Linked DNA regions of Mus musculus: all the other regions are linked to region 2. A link is a contact called in public HiChIP or PLAC-seq and Micro-C data. All regions are on one chromosome and are shown on one strand. Each heading gives the region's core, a stretch centred on a gene start, on an enhancer-like site or on the middle of the called end of the contact. The rest is flanking DNA. Distances are from core to core; before and after follow the strand shown.

What was found. A called contact is a pair of places that touch in the nucleus more often than the background predicts. HiChIP or PLAC-seq counts read pairs in DNA pulled down with a chosen protein or histone mark.
Region 1: a contact with region 2 is called in an H3K4me3 HiChIP or PLAC-seq map of bone marrow-derived macrophages, with 4 times the contacts expected there. The contact joins the enhancer-like site here to the promoter of Lmo2 in region 2. A contact is called at or near these places in 9 of 39 promoter capture datasets (the 3T3-L1 cell line, 3T3-L1-derived adipocytes, the HPC-7 cell line and 5 more), 1 of 15 datasets of contacts at CTCF or cohesin (large pre-B cells), 21 of 484 Hi-C or Micro-C datasets (B cells, the C10 cell line, the CH12 cell line and 13 more), 13 of 115 datasets of contacts at active chromatin or transcription factors (the 230-238 cell line, the HPC-7 cell line, bone marrow-derived macrophages and 8 more) and 3 of 9 other capture datasets (adipose tissue, liver and pancreatic islet).
Region 3: a contact with region 2 is called in a Micro-C map of embryonic stem cells, with 2.9 times the contacts expected there. The contact joins the promoter of 4931422A03Rik here to the promoter of Lmo2 in region 2. A contact is called at or near these places in 1 of 39 promoter capture datasets (macrophages), 2 of 484 Hi-C or Micro-C datasets (embryonic stem cells and nephron progenitors), 1 of 115 datasets of contacts at active chromatin or transcription factors (memory CD8 T cells) and 4 of 9 other capture datasets (adipose tissue, liver, macrophages and 1 more).

The regions. Positions count from the first base shown.
Region 1 is chr2:103,925,429-103,929,180 of GRCm38.p6, forward strand. No RefSeq gene overlaps it. Among named protein-coding and RNA genes, the nearest start is that of Gm39896, 8.9 kb to the right of the region's middle. Within about 2 kb of position 2,208, at least 34 of the 459 cell types and tissues checked have an H3K27ac peak or open chromatin away from gene starts, as enhancers often do. A contact at or near this core is called in adipose tissue, bone marrow-derived macrophages, embryonic limb bud and 1 more, where this site is marked.
Region 2 is chr2:103,968,149-103,971,880 of GRCm38.p6, forward strand. Lmo2 (LIM domain only 2) reads left to right here and starts at 2,139. Exons shown (of 3, transcript NM_008505.4): 1 at 2,139-2,564. The coding sequence starts at 2,314. All of the region lies in intron 1 of Gm38515 (a long non-coding RNA gene), which reads right to left.
Region 3 is chr2:104,026,138-104,030,013 of GRCm38.p6, forward strand. 4931422A03Rik (RIKEN cDNA 4931422A03 gene) reads right to left here and starts at 2,224. Exons shown (of 5, transcript NM_175161.3): 1 at 1,641-2,224; 2 at 1,085-1,150; 3 at 1-75. The coding sequence starts at 1,086. It overlaps Fbxo3 (F-box protein 3), which reads left to right and starts at 1,662. Exons shown (of 11, transcript NM_212433.1): 1 at 1,662-1,829. The coding sequence starts at 1,726.

The sequences.
Region 1 (3,752 bases), core at 958-3,457, 43 kb before region 2:
CCCTTGCAGGAAATCGAGATGTGGGTTACAATTTGAGGAACTTGACCAGTGGAGTGGACATCAGAGGGGGCCAGTCTGGGTTCATTATTACCAGCATCTGTTGCCACCTTATCCTGGCAGGTATGCTAGCTGTGGGGTATGAGTTACTGCCTTCCATGCTATGGCAGCTCCTCAAATAGAAGATTAAAAGGAAACGCCCTGGAAGTGAGGGCAGCAGAATTCAAATATAGAGCTTAACTACTCCCGCTCAAAACTGCCTTCTGGGTTCTCATCCCCACAAGCTCTGTGGCTCATTCTGTTCTGCTCGATGTGAGCTTCAGATACACGTGGTCTCCCCACACAAGCTTTATCATGAGATTTTAGATGCCTAAGGAGAAAGAGGAGTGAAATGGAGGGCAGAGAGTGTGGAATGGGTTAGGGAAGAGGCCAGGGGCACAGAGCTGTGAGGAAAGGCCTGGGTAATGCCCCGTCCTACACAGCGCTGGATTGCAGAACCTCAAGGAAGGACAGATCTTACCAGTAAGGCCAAGTGCCCTTGGACTGGTCACTGATTTACTTAGGCCTGCACACTCTGCTACATACTGAGTTAGCTTTCTTGTGTTGCTGTAACAAATGAAGTCTGAGCTTCCAAGGTCTCCTATTACAAATGGCTACTAAACGGGGCTGGCAAGGTGGATCAGTGGGAAAAAGCACTCGCTGCCAAGCCTGGCAACTCAAGATCAATCTCTTGGGACCCACAAAGCTCACATGGCAGAAGAAGAGAGTCAACTCCCACAAATTGTCCTTGGACTGCCACCAGTATGCCCTCAAATAAATAAATAAATAAATAAAGTAAAAAAAAATGGAAACACAGAGTACCACTTATCTTAGAGCTTAACTCTCCTATAATTCTGGAGAGTAGAAGTCTGAAAAAATAGAGGCACAAGTCCTTCTAGGGCAGCAGTTCTCAACCTGTGCGTCATGACCCTTTGTGAGTCCCATATCAGATATCAGGCATATGAGATATTTGTATGATGATTCACAACAGTAGCAAAATTATAGTTATGAAGTAGCAACAAAATCATCTTATGGTTGGGGGTCACCACAACACAGAGAACTGTATTAAAAGGTCGCAAATTAGGAAGGTTGAGAACCAATGTGCTAGAGGTTTCAAAAGAAAATTTAATTCCTGGTAGTTTCTAGCTTCTAGAGGCTTCTTGCTTTCCTTGGCTTATGGCCTTCCCTCCATCTTCAAAGGCAACAGTTTAGTATCTGTTCTCCTATCTGACTTCTGTTCTTGCATCTTTCTCCCTGGCTCCACCTCTTTTGCCTTCTTATAAGGACTGTGCAATTACCCAGAGTTCCCATCTCCAGCTCCTAGTTTGATCACATCACCAGGTCATTTGAGCCAAATAATCTAACATAGTGACAGGTTCTGGTGCGTGGGATCTGAACCCTGGGGAGTGCCCCCACTCTGTCCTTAAGGAAGCTCATCTCTCCTCCCTGAATGGATGCGATAAGACGTCTTGGCTCTGGTCTTACGGGAACATGCAGATCATTTCAGTCACAAGCATAAATATTATCACTCTCCTTAGAGAAGTCAGGTAAGAGTGGTGGCTCTAATGCTTCAGTCCTGACATAGAGGAGGCAGAGGCAGGAGGTCACAAGGTCAGCCTAGGATGCATAGTAAGACCTTGTTAAAAAATTAAAAACAATGTTTTTGTACCCTGTTGTGTCTCATTATGTTGAAAAGGACTTGACTCCCTGTCTACTACTCTTTGTGCATATGGGGTGGTGCACTCAGTGAAAGGCAGTGTCGTGGCTTGAATATGCTTGGCCCAGGGAGTGGCACTATTTGGAGGTGTGACCTTGTTAGAATAGATGTGTCACTGTGGGCAAGGGCTTTAAGACCCTTGTCCTAGCTTCCTAGAAGTCAGTATTTTGCTAGCAGCCTTCAGATGAAGATGTAGAACTCTCTGCTCCTCCTGCACCATGCCTGCTTGGAGGCTGCCATGTTCTCACCTTGATAATATTGGACTGAACCTCTGAACCTGTAAGCCAGCCCCAGTTAAATGTTGGCCTTATAAGAGTAGCCTTGGTCACAATGTTTGTTCACAGCCGTAAAACCCTAAGACAGGCAGTTCCAACAATTGGTTAGGCTTCTTTTAGAGACCTAACTACGGGTCAGCACAGACAGCTGAGGCCAATTCTCCTGAGGAACCAACCATGTGATGACTCAGAGTATCATGCAATGCTTGGAAGAGAAGAAGTAATAAGCTCAGGTCCCATGAGGCCCCAGTGATCATGAGCCTGTGGGTCTGTCCATTGTACTCAGTAAGGGTCAGAATGTGCCTCCAGCCTCTGGAAGCAGTGACCAGAGCCAGGTCTACCCACACCTCTTGGAGGCTGCTGGTGCTCCCTTGGAACTGCCTTTGCTCATGATCAGGGGAACAGAGAGCAGCAGCCGTGTCCAACAGAAGAGAGACATTAAAGTTGATTAAGTGAGTGGGCCAATTAGTGTCTGGCTTCATGCAGTGTGGAGTTAATTAGCCTCTACAAAACAACAACAGCTGGCTTAATGGTGGGGCAGGAGGCCCAGCAGAGAGCAGCCATGGGAAGAGTGATAGGGCAGTGCTTAATAACTTGGCTGAAGTTGGCCCTGCCCCACTAAAAATGTAGAACAAAGCCTGGGGCAAACTTCTTTGCCCACTTCCAGACTGTGTATGGGGTAGGAGCCAGATTGATCCAGCAGCCTCTTGCTCTGGGGAGAGGCCAAATCCCACCTCTCTCTCTCTCTCTTTAAACATAATATTTTAAATTTATTATTTGAGAGTTTTATACTTGTACCCAATATATTTTGATCATATTTATCCCCTACCTCCTTCTTCTGGTCCCTTCAACATGTCTCCCTCCTAACTTTATGACTTCTTGCTTTTTAAAAGAAATGACCCACTGAGTCCAATTATCGCTGCCCGTATGCTCGTGGGTGGGGTATCCACTGGAGCATGGGCAACCTACTAGAGGCCCCGCTCCCAGTGAAAAATGGCTCTCCCTTCCTCGGCAGCCACTAATTGCTAGGAGTGCAGCCCGTGAGGCTCCCCATGCATGCTGGAATTTTGCTGGCTTGATATTGTTCAGGTAACCTCAGCTACTGTGAATTAACACCAGCAAAGGGCACGGCATGTCCAGAAGACAGCACTTCATAGCACTTCTCCCTAGCCTCCAGCTCTGACATTCCTTCTGCCTCATCTCCCATGATGTTCCCTGAGCCTAGAATGGAGGCTTGATATAGAGTTGAACACTCAACACTCACTTATTCTCAGTACCTTGAGCAATTATGAGTCTCTGCATTAATGACTGCCTACTACAAAAAGACTCTTCTCTGGCCAATGTTAATTGCAGCAGAAGCCTATGGGTATATAATATAGATTAAGAAGACAGTTTGACAACATGGCCATTTAGCATATCAAAAATAGTAGTTTTCCCCTTATGGCCCATAGCCTCCATGATCATGGGCTTTTTGGCTAGGTTTCAAGGGCCAGGTATGATTTCCCTCTTGTGGAGTAGGTCTAAAATCCAATCAGAATGCAGCTGGTTACCCCCATGGCAGCCACGTTGCTACTGCATCAGTGGGCACACCTTGCCCTGCTGAGCTTGAATTTATTTTTCAGACTTGACAGCACAACTCACTTTCCATTCTAACAAAATTAACTAATCCACACAGCTTTGCCTTGATCTTCTACTCCGTATTTCACCCTGTTGCACAATGATAT
Region 2 (3,732 bases), core at 889-3,388:
CATCAATCCTTACACCAAACCCTCTAGTTAGTAAATCCCATTATTCCCATTTTACTAACAAGGATGCTGAAAGTGTAAATTCTGCTTGTTCAGCTGAGTTCACATGATGGTAAAAGGGAGGTTACAATACAGGCAAACTCCTCAGCCACTTTCTTCATGCCGTATCTTGAAGGTAGTTTTCCTAGTCACATGAGCTGATAAGAGTCTAAAGCAACCCCAGGAAATATGGTTCTAGTGGCTCGGCATTAAAACATCATTATTAAGTAGATATACTGCTAATCACAACCCGTGTGTTTTCATTGTTTCTTTTTCTTCTTTTGGTTTTGGTTTTGAGACACTGTCTCCTGTAGCCCAGACTGGCCTGTGACGAACTTTGTAGGGGAGGATGACTTAGAATCCCTAATGCTCCTGCCCTGCCTGACCTGGGATTACTGGCCTGTGCTACCACTAACAATGTTTATTTTCACTTCAGATAGAAATGAAAGTAGAATAACAAGTTATGTATTTATCATATAATTTAGGCTTGCCTAAACATTGTAAAAAATTTGTTTTTTAATTTAGAAAAACTAAGGACTTAAATAGAAAATATCTTTTTATACACTGAAGGTGGGTTTTGGACCAACACGAGGGCAGGCGCACAAACACAGATTTTAATTATTCCCTTTCAGTATACGTGTCAGGACATGGAGAGAGAGGGAAATGACACGAATCTGTGGGTAGTGGTTCAGGCTATTGCTAGGGAGAAATCAGGGAGGACTTTGCTCAGTACGGGGAATCCGGGAATTCATTTCTGACTATCATCTTCCGGGGTGAGCTGGTCTAGGTTATTAAAGCAATCTTTAAATTGGGGCTGAAATGCCTATGTCTTTGATCCGGGCTGTTCTTACTAAACAATGGATTCTGAGAGCACTCGGGACTTTCCTCTTTACAAACCTGAAGACTGTCATCATCATAAGCTAACGGGCCTTGAACGATCATTTCTGGACTCAGTTTCAAGGAACTCAAGGCCCAGGGGGACCTAGGTTTTTCTCCTGAAAAGTAGCTAGCTGGAATCCATCTCTTCCCTTCTGTATTTCTTTCTCCTTCTAGAACTTGTCTTCAAGCTTGAAGGAGAAACCTGCCCTTTTCTTTGTTTTATATAAGACAAAATAATAGTAAGTAATAACTGAAAGTCTTTTTATCGGGAAGGAACTTCCTCCGGTCCAAGCAAGTATTGCTGCTGATACTTTACAGAGAGGGCCAGCCTCACCGCTGGAGTTCGCTCTTTGAAAGAGGCTAGGGGAGGGAATTCTGCCGCCAGCAGATGGAGAGGAGACCCGGACAACGTGGTCCCTCCCAGACACCCTCCCTGCGGGATTAGCTGCCCCCAGCTCTGCTCAGGCGCACCTAGCGCGTGAGGTTCCTGGTCACACAGCTTGCGCCCCTCTCTGGAGAGCAGTCGCAGCTACTAGCTTGCCGCCAGCAGAGCCGCACTGTCTCGGGCATCGCAGAGCACCACGACTGTGGACTTGGGACCTCGAACCCGAGACGAGCGCGCGCTAGCCAGCCATTAGCAACGCTTGCATTTCTGCAGGTGCTTATTTCACATTCTTGTCTTTTCTTTCCTGCTGGAACGGGCGAGTGGTTACTTTCAGCCTGAGGCCAAAGGGAAAGGCAGAAGAAGGGGAACTCTGAAAAAGACAGTTTAGTGGCAGCGGGATTCTTGCCCCAGGAGAGGGGCTCAGGGGAGACTCTCGGTCTCTGCCGCGGGCCCTTTTAAGAAGCCAAGTCAGGGCTGCCGCTGTCGCCGTTGCTGCTGCTGCCGCTGCCGCCGCCGCCGCCGCCGCCGCCGCTATTTGGATTGCTAATCCCCAGGAGCCCCGTTTAAAAAAAAAAAAAAAAAGGAAGAAAAAAAGGGGGGAGGGGGCGGGCAGCTGTCTCTTTAAATGTGATTTCCTTCTATTGTATTTGAATCGTGATCAGGAAAAAGGAAATGAAACCAGAGACAGAGGGAAGCTGAGCGAAAATAGACCTTCGCGAGAGAGGAGGGAGCCTGGGGAGAGCCGCGCGGTCAGCTCCCCGCCCCCAGGCCGCCGCCCCCTCACTGCCCCCGGCGCCCCGACCCCGGCGAAGGTGCGAGGGGCTCGGGGCGACCGGGCGGAGCCGGCTACTGCGCGCGATCGGGACCGGGCGGCGGCGGCGGCGGCTGTGGTGACGGCAGCGGGACCGGGATGGAAGGTTAAGTCCTGAGCAGCGGCAGCTGTCGCAGCCACCGGAGGGAGGCCGGGCTGCTCCCCGGCCCCCTGCCTTGGCCGCCGCGCGCCGGGCAGCTGGATGATTCGCTCTCTCTCTTTGGCGTTTGAAGGGAGCGCGGTGACTGTCCTTGAGCGTGGAGGGGCGAGCTCGCCAGCGGAGCGACCGAGCAAGAGGAGGCGCAGGAGCGGCGGCGCCCGAGCACCCGAGGGGGTCCGAGTCCAGGCAGCTAGCCAGCCACGCGCCACAAAGGGAGCGCCCCCGCCGCCCGGCACGCCGCCCCCCTCCCCAATGTCCTCGGCCATCGAAAGGAAGAGCCTGGACCCGTCTGAGTAAGTGTGGCGCTTCTGTTCCGGCACCCCAAACAGGGTCCCAGGCTAGGCGCGAGGGGCTGACTCCAGGTGCGCGCCCGCAGCGTGCCCTTGATCCCTCCGTCTCCCAGGGGTTCTCTTTCCTCGCGGGTGACTCTGGAAACACCGAGAGGGACTGGGCGGCGGAAGCTGTAACTGGGATCGACCCTGCGGACCGCTCCGGGCTATCTGGAAAGCTCCCCAAACCTTTACCAGGGCCAGAAAGTTTGCCCAGGAGCTGGCACCCGGAGCTCTGAGGCACAGGTGCAGGGCAGGGAGAGTGGAGGACAAGATTCTGCCTTCTCCCTTTTCGTCCCACCCTCTCCAGGTTCCCTTCCTTTTTGTCCATTTGGCCTTGGAAAGGGGGGCATCCCAACTAGAACATCCCGGGGTCTCCGACGTCGACTCTCCTACCAGGCCCGGAGTAGAGCGGACAGTTGATGAGGTCCGCTTGTCCACCTGGGAACTGGTTCTGGCCTCCAGAGACTTCTAGAATTGCTAATCTGTCGTTCCTCCCGGTACATGTTCGCCCCTCCCCTGAGTTTCCTAGTGCGGGCATGTGAACCTCGAAAGTTAGTGCACATTTTTTTTTCTGTCTAGTATGTTTTTCTAGGGAGCAGAATCTCATCGAACTCTCAGAAGGGCTGTGTGTGTGTGTGTCAGCGAACCAGAGCTTTAATGAGCATGTACTGTCTAGTGCTCTGAGCTTTGCGCTGGTTTGCAAAGAACAGCCCCCCCTCCCTTCCCCATTCCACAGCCTGTACCCTCCTAGCCCATTCTCTAGCCTTAACAAGGGGAGCCAGGAACGAAGGTATCGGTTTTTTTTTTTCCACGTCCACACAAATGCCCTTTTAAGAGTCATTAGCTGTCTGGTTTTGAGTTTTTATTCCTTTGAAGTCCTCATCTAATCCTTTGAAGGGATTTGTTAACACAAGACCAAAGGCACTGCTAATGACTTGTCCGTTTGGGCTTTTAAGATGCATTTGTTTTGGTGGGGTTTTGCCCCCCTTTTCTTTTCTTTTCCTGCTTTAAAAGAATTGTGCTTTCCTGCTGGAGTTTTCCTATTCACCCCCCCCTTCAATTTCAGCCTTCTGTGGTGTTTATTTACCTGGGCTTTACCCTCAGCCAGCAGCATAAAAACCCAGCGTGT
Region 3 (3,876 bases), core at 974-3,473, 58 kb after region 2:
GGAACAGTCAAGCCACGTAAGTGACTGACCTGTGACGTCTTTTGGATTTCCCAAGCCTCTCTCACCACACAACCCCTGTGAAACAAACAGAAAAGAATTTACTCCTTGTTCACCACCCATCATACCTGTTCCACACCCACCCTCCATAGCATCTTTACAAAGCTGAAGAATTGCACCTTCCCGTCCTACAGTGGTCTCATTCACTTCAGCCCCCATGCTTGGGGTACTAAATCCAAATTTATAAAATAAAATGTAAAGAATTCAATTTCCTTACTTTTTACTTGTAGGCTGAGAATTTGCCATGTCAACCAAGTTAAAGTAGTTGAGAGAAACTCGTCAGAAGGGCAGGCTATATCATACCCTCCTCTGTCTTGATGTTAGAAATAAATTTGAGGGCTGGAGAGATGGCTCAGCGGTTAAAAGCACTGACTGCTCTTCCAGAGTTCAAATCCCAGCAACCACATGGTGGCTCACAACCATCTGTAATGAGATTGGATGCCTTCTTCTGATGTGTCTGAAGACAGCTACAGTGTACTTACATATAATAAACAAATCTTTAAAAAGAAGGAAAGAAGAAAGAAAGAAAGAAAGAAAGAAAGAAAGAAAGGAAGAAAGGAAGGAAGAAAGAAAGAAAGTTTGAGGTTGAAAATTGTTGGGAGCTGACTCTTAGCAGAAACTACTACCATCTCTGCAGCCATCGCGGGCTATTTACTTACAGGTTGGTACTTTTCCACCCTGATGAGAGACTTGTTTTCCTAGCATGATGTTTTTGCAAGCAGCCCACCACAGCTGAACACACTATAATAATATCCTGTTTTTCTCAGACACATCCTGGACTCCCCAGCTTGTGCTTATATACCCTGTCTTGTTTCCATTCTTCGAATCTCTTGCCCCTCCATCCCCACTCTCTCCCTTGCAGACAGACCTGCAGGCCGGTTCAGAAAAGAAAGAGACCACCACTCCAACTATTGTGTCTAGACAAGACAAATTTATGTTTATCAAGAGGGTGTGCTCAGAAGGTTAAAAAGAATCAAATTCCTTGTCCTAAACACAAGTTTTATAGCACTTGGTGGAAAATACTCACATTTGATTATTTCTTACACTTAAGTAGTTGGAAGAAACTTTCTCTGGGACCAGTAGGTTTAGAAGCCTGGTGGTAAGGGCTTGGGCAATTAACATTTGTTGGACAAGGAATTTATCCAGAGGTCATTTTCGGTTTTTTTGAAGGACAGTTTTTTGCCTTGTGGGCCATGGAAGAATTATAACCTCCCTATCATTTCAAAGTTGGAATGCCTTCCCCTGTGTCTCTTTCCCCATCATTCCTTCCTTGCTAAGTGGACAGGGCTCAGAGCAGCAATTCCGAGTGCAGGTGGGGGTGAGTGGCAATGGGAGTCCGAGGCTGGCAACAGAGACCATGGATTGGAAATGAAGCAATGGGTTTGGGACCCAAAGGCCAGGTAGGGTTAGTGTAAGATTTAGGGAGAGGCTTTGAGGATACGAGATATAAAATGCGTGGAAGAAGAGACCAAAGACTCAGAAACAGACTGGCAGGGACAGCAGCGCCCCCGCAGGGCTGACCGCGGGGTGGGCGGGGCATCCCGGGGGCGGGGCTGGGGCCGGGTGACAGTTACATAACTAACCTGTGCTAGCGGCCGCCGAGCGGTTCGGGCGGCGGGGGCGGGGGCGGGGCCGGGGTGGTGCCAAGGCTGCAGCGGGCCGGGCAAGATGGCTGCCGTAGAGGCCGAGACGGGGCTGCTGACCCTGGAGTCGCTGCCCACCGACCCTCTGCTGCTCATCTTATCCTTCGTGGACTACAGGGACCTAATCAAGTAATGGGGCGGTGCTCTCGGCAGGGGTGGGAACGTGGAAGGAGGCAGGGAAGGAGGCCCGGGGTCGCTGGCTGGACGTGGGCTCCCTCCGCAGCAGGGTGACTGCAAGGCGGCCGTTATCCCGCATAGCGCCCCGGGGGGCTGAAGGAGACTCGGGGGAGCGGTCTGGGCATCCAGGTCTTACCCCTGCCCAGGCCTAGGTCCCCGGGAACTTAGCGCCCTCTCCCTCAAGCCTCGGCTAGGCCGGGTTGCGGAAGAGAGAGGTGGCTCCCTGGTCCTGCACCCCGCGGACCCTCGCTGGCCCTTTGGGGCCTGGTCTAGCGCTGTGGAAAGGCCACTGTCTCGGCCCACGCGCATCCCTGTCGCGCCTGGGGTCCCTGATGACCAGAGCCCTCGTGGGCAGGTAGAACGCGCGCGAGAAGGCCTGCGACCTTCTGACTCTGATGCCATCGTGATCGCGGGCAGCATACACTTTGTCTTGTGTCGGCGACTTTTTTGGCTGTCAGTTTCCCTTTTTATGGTGGGTGGTTGGATTTTGGGTTTTGTCACCGACTTCCGGTGAGGCCTTACAGGTGACTGCAGTTACCTTAGGGTTTCCCAGATGACCAGCATTTACTCCAAAAATAAACACCGGGCATGCGAGAATTCTTTCAGAAACCAGGACTGTTTTAGCGTGGAGGGACAAATGGTCCTGCCGTGTGCCCCTTTCTTGTCACCCTCACCCCCTGTGTCAGGATTGTTTACATTCTTGACCGCATAGCCTGGGTTTCTTGTGCTTCCGTATATATTTGTGGAGGCTGCAAAATGGCCCTCTCACATGGGGAAGACACACTTTTGGTTTTTGCTTCATTACTGGAATCTGGGCATCTATGTCCTCTGTTTTTAGGGGCCTTTAAGAGGTACAGATTTCTTGGAGTTACAGGTAGCTAAGTGGTGGCAGAGATATTTCCTGGGTTTTCTGTTATGGCCTCCACTCGTACCTGCTAAGACATTTGTCTTTCCAAAAAACACACTTCCCCCTACTCAGCCTGTACTAACACACAGAAAGTTTTTCTGTAGGAAAGGTTGGCCAGCTCAAATGTATTTCATCTGAAATAGTTTATTGCTATAACTTCTTATTTAGATAGCCTTCTTTCTTTGCTTGCTTGCTGCCAGAGTTACCTTCTAAAGACCAATCTGGCTGTCATTTTTCTTAAAAGCCCATGACATCCCTGTTTACAACACTGGACCCTGAACTTCTGCAGTATTTAAGGCCCTTACCCAATAGCTTATTATCTAAGGCCTTTCAGGCCTCTCCTCCACTATCATATTTTCTCAGCCCATCAGATGGCACAACACTCGCACATGGTTGTGTATGCTCAGTTCCCTGTCCGGAATACTTCACTCTCCTCAGTTTAGCAACCTTACTCTCCCACTATCTTCTCCAACTAGAGTTTGTAGTAATAAAGTGTGCATTGCTAGAGTGTAAAGATATTTATTTTTGTATTCATCTGCTCAGGTTTGTTTGTTTTGTTTTGTTGAATGTCTGCCATGTGCCAGTTAAATGTAGGATTACAGTAGTGAGTTAGAGAGATATGGTCTTTTTTTTGTAGCTTGACTACTATAGACAAGATGGAAAGTCAAACAAGTATGTAATTACAAAAGGGGCCAAGTATTGGGAAGGAATATGTATATTGCATTGGAAAGGAATGTGGAAGACAGGCTGACCAACTCACAGTGGAAGACATGAAGTGTGGCACAGTGCACTTCTGTCCTGGTGAAGGGAACAGTATTGAGAGGCTGATGGGTCTCTTAACAATAGTGTGTCCTGTTTAACTAGAAAAACAAGAAAGCAGGTTTTGCTGAAGGTAGAAATGACTAACAGGCAGGTTGCATGAAGTGTGGCTGATGAGATTGTGTAGCCTCTTGTAAGAAGAGACTTTTAGTTCAGAGCTTCTGGTAGGAATCAGAATTTAAAGCTGAAGTGATATGACCCCTCTGTAAACATTTGTGGAAGCGAGCGGAGCTGAATCCTATTTCGACTACAGACTCACCTGGCATACTGCAG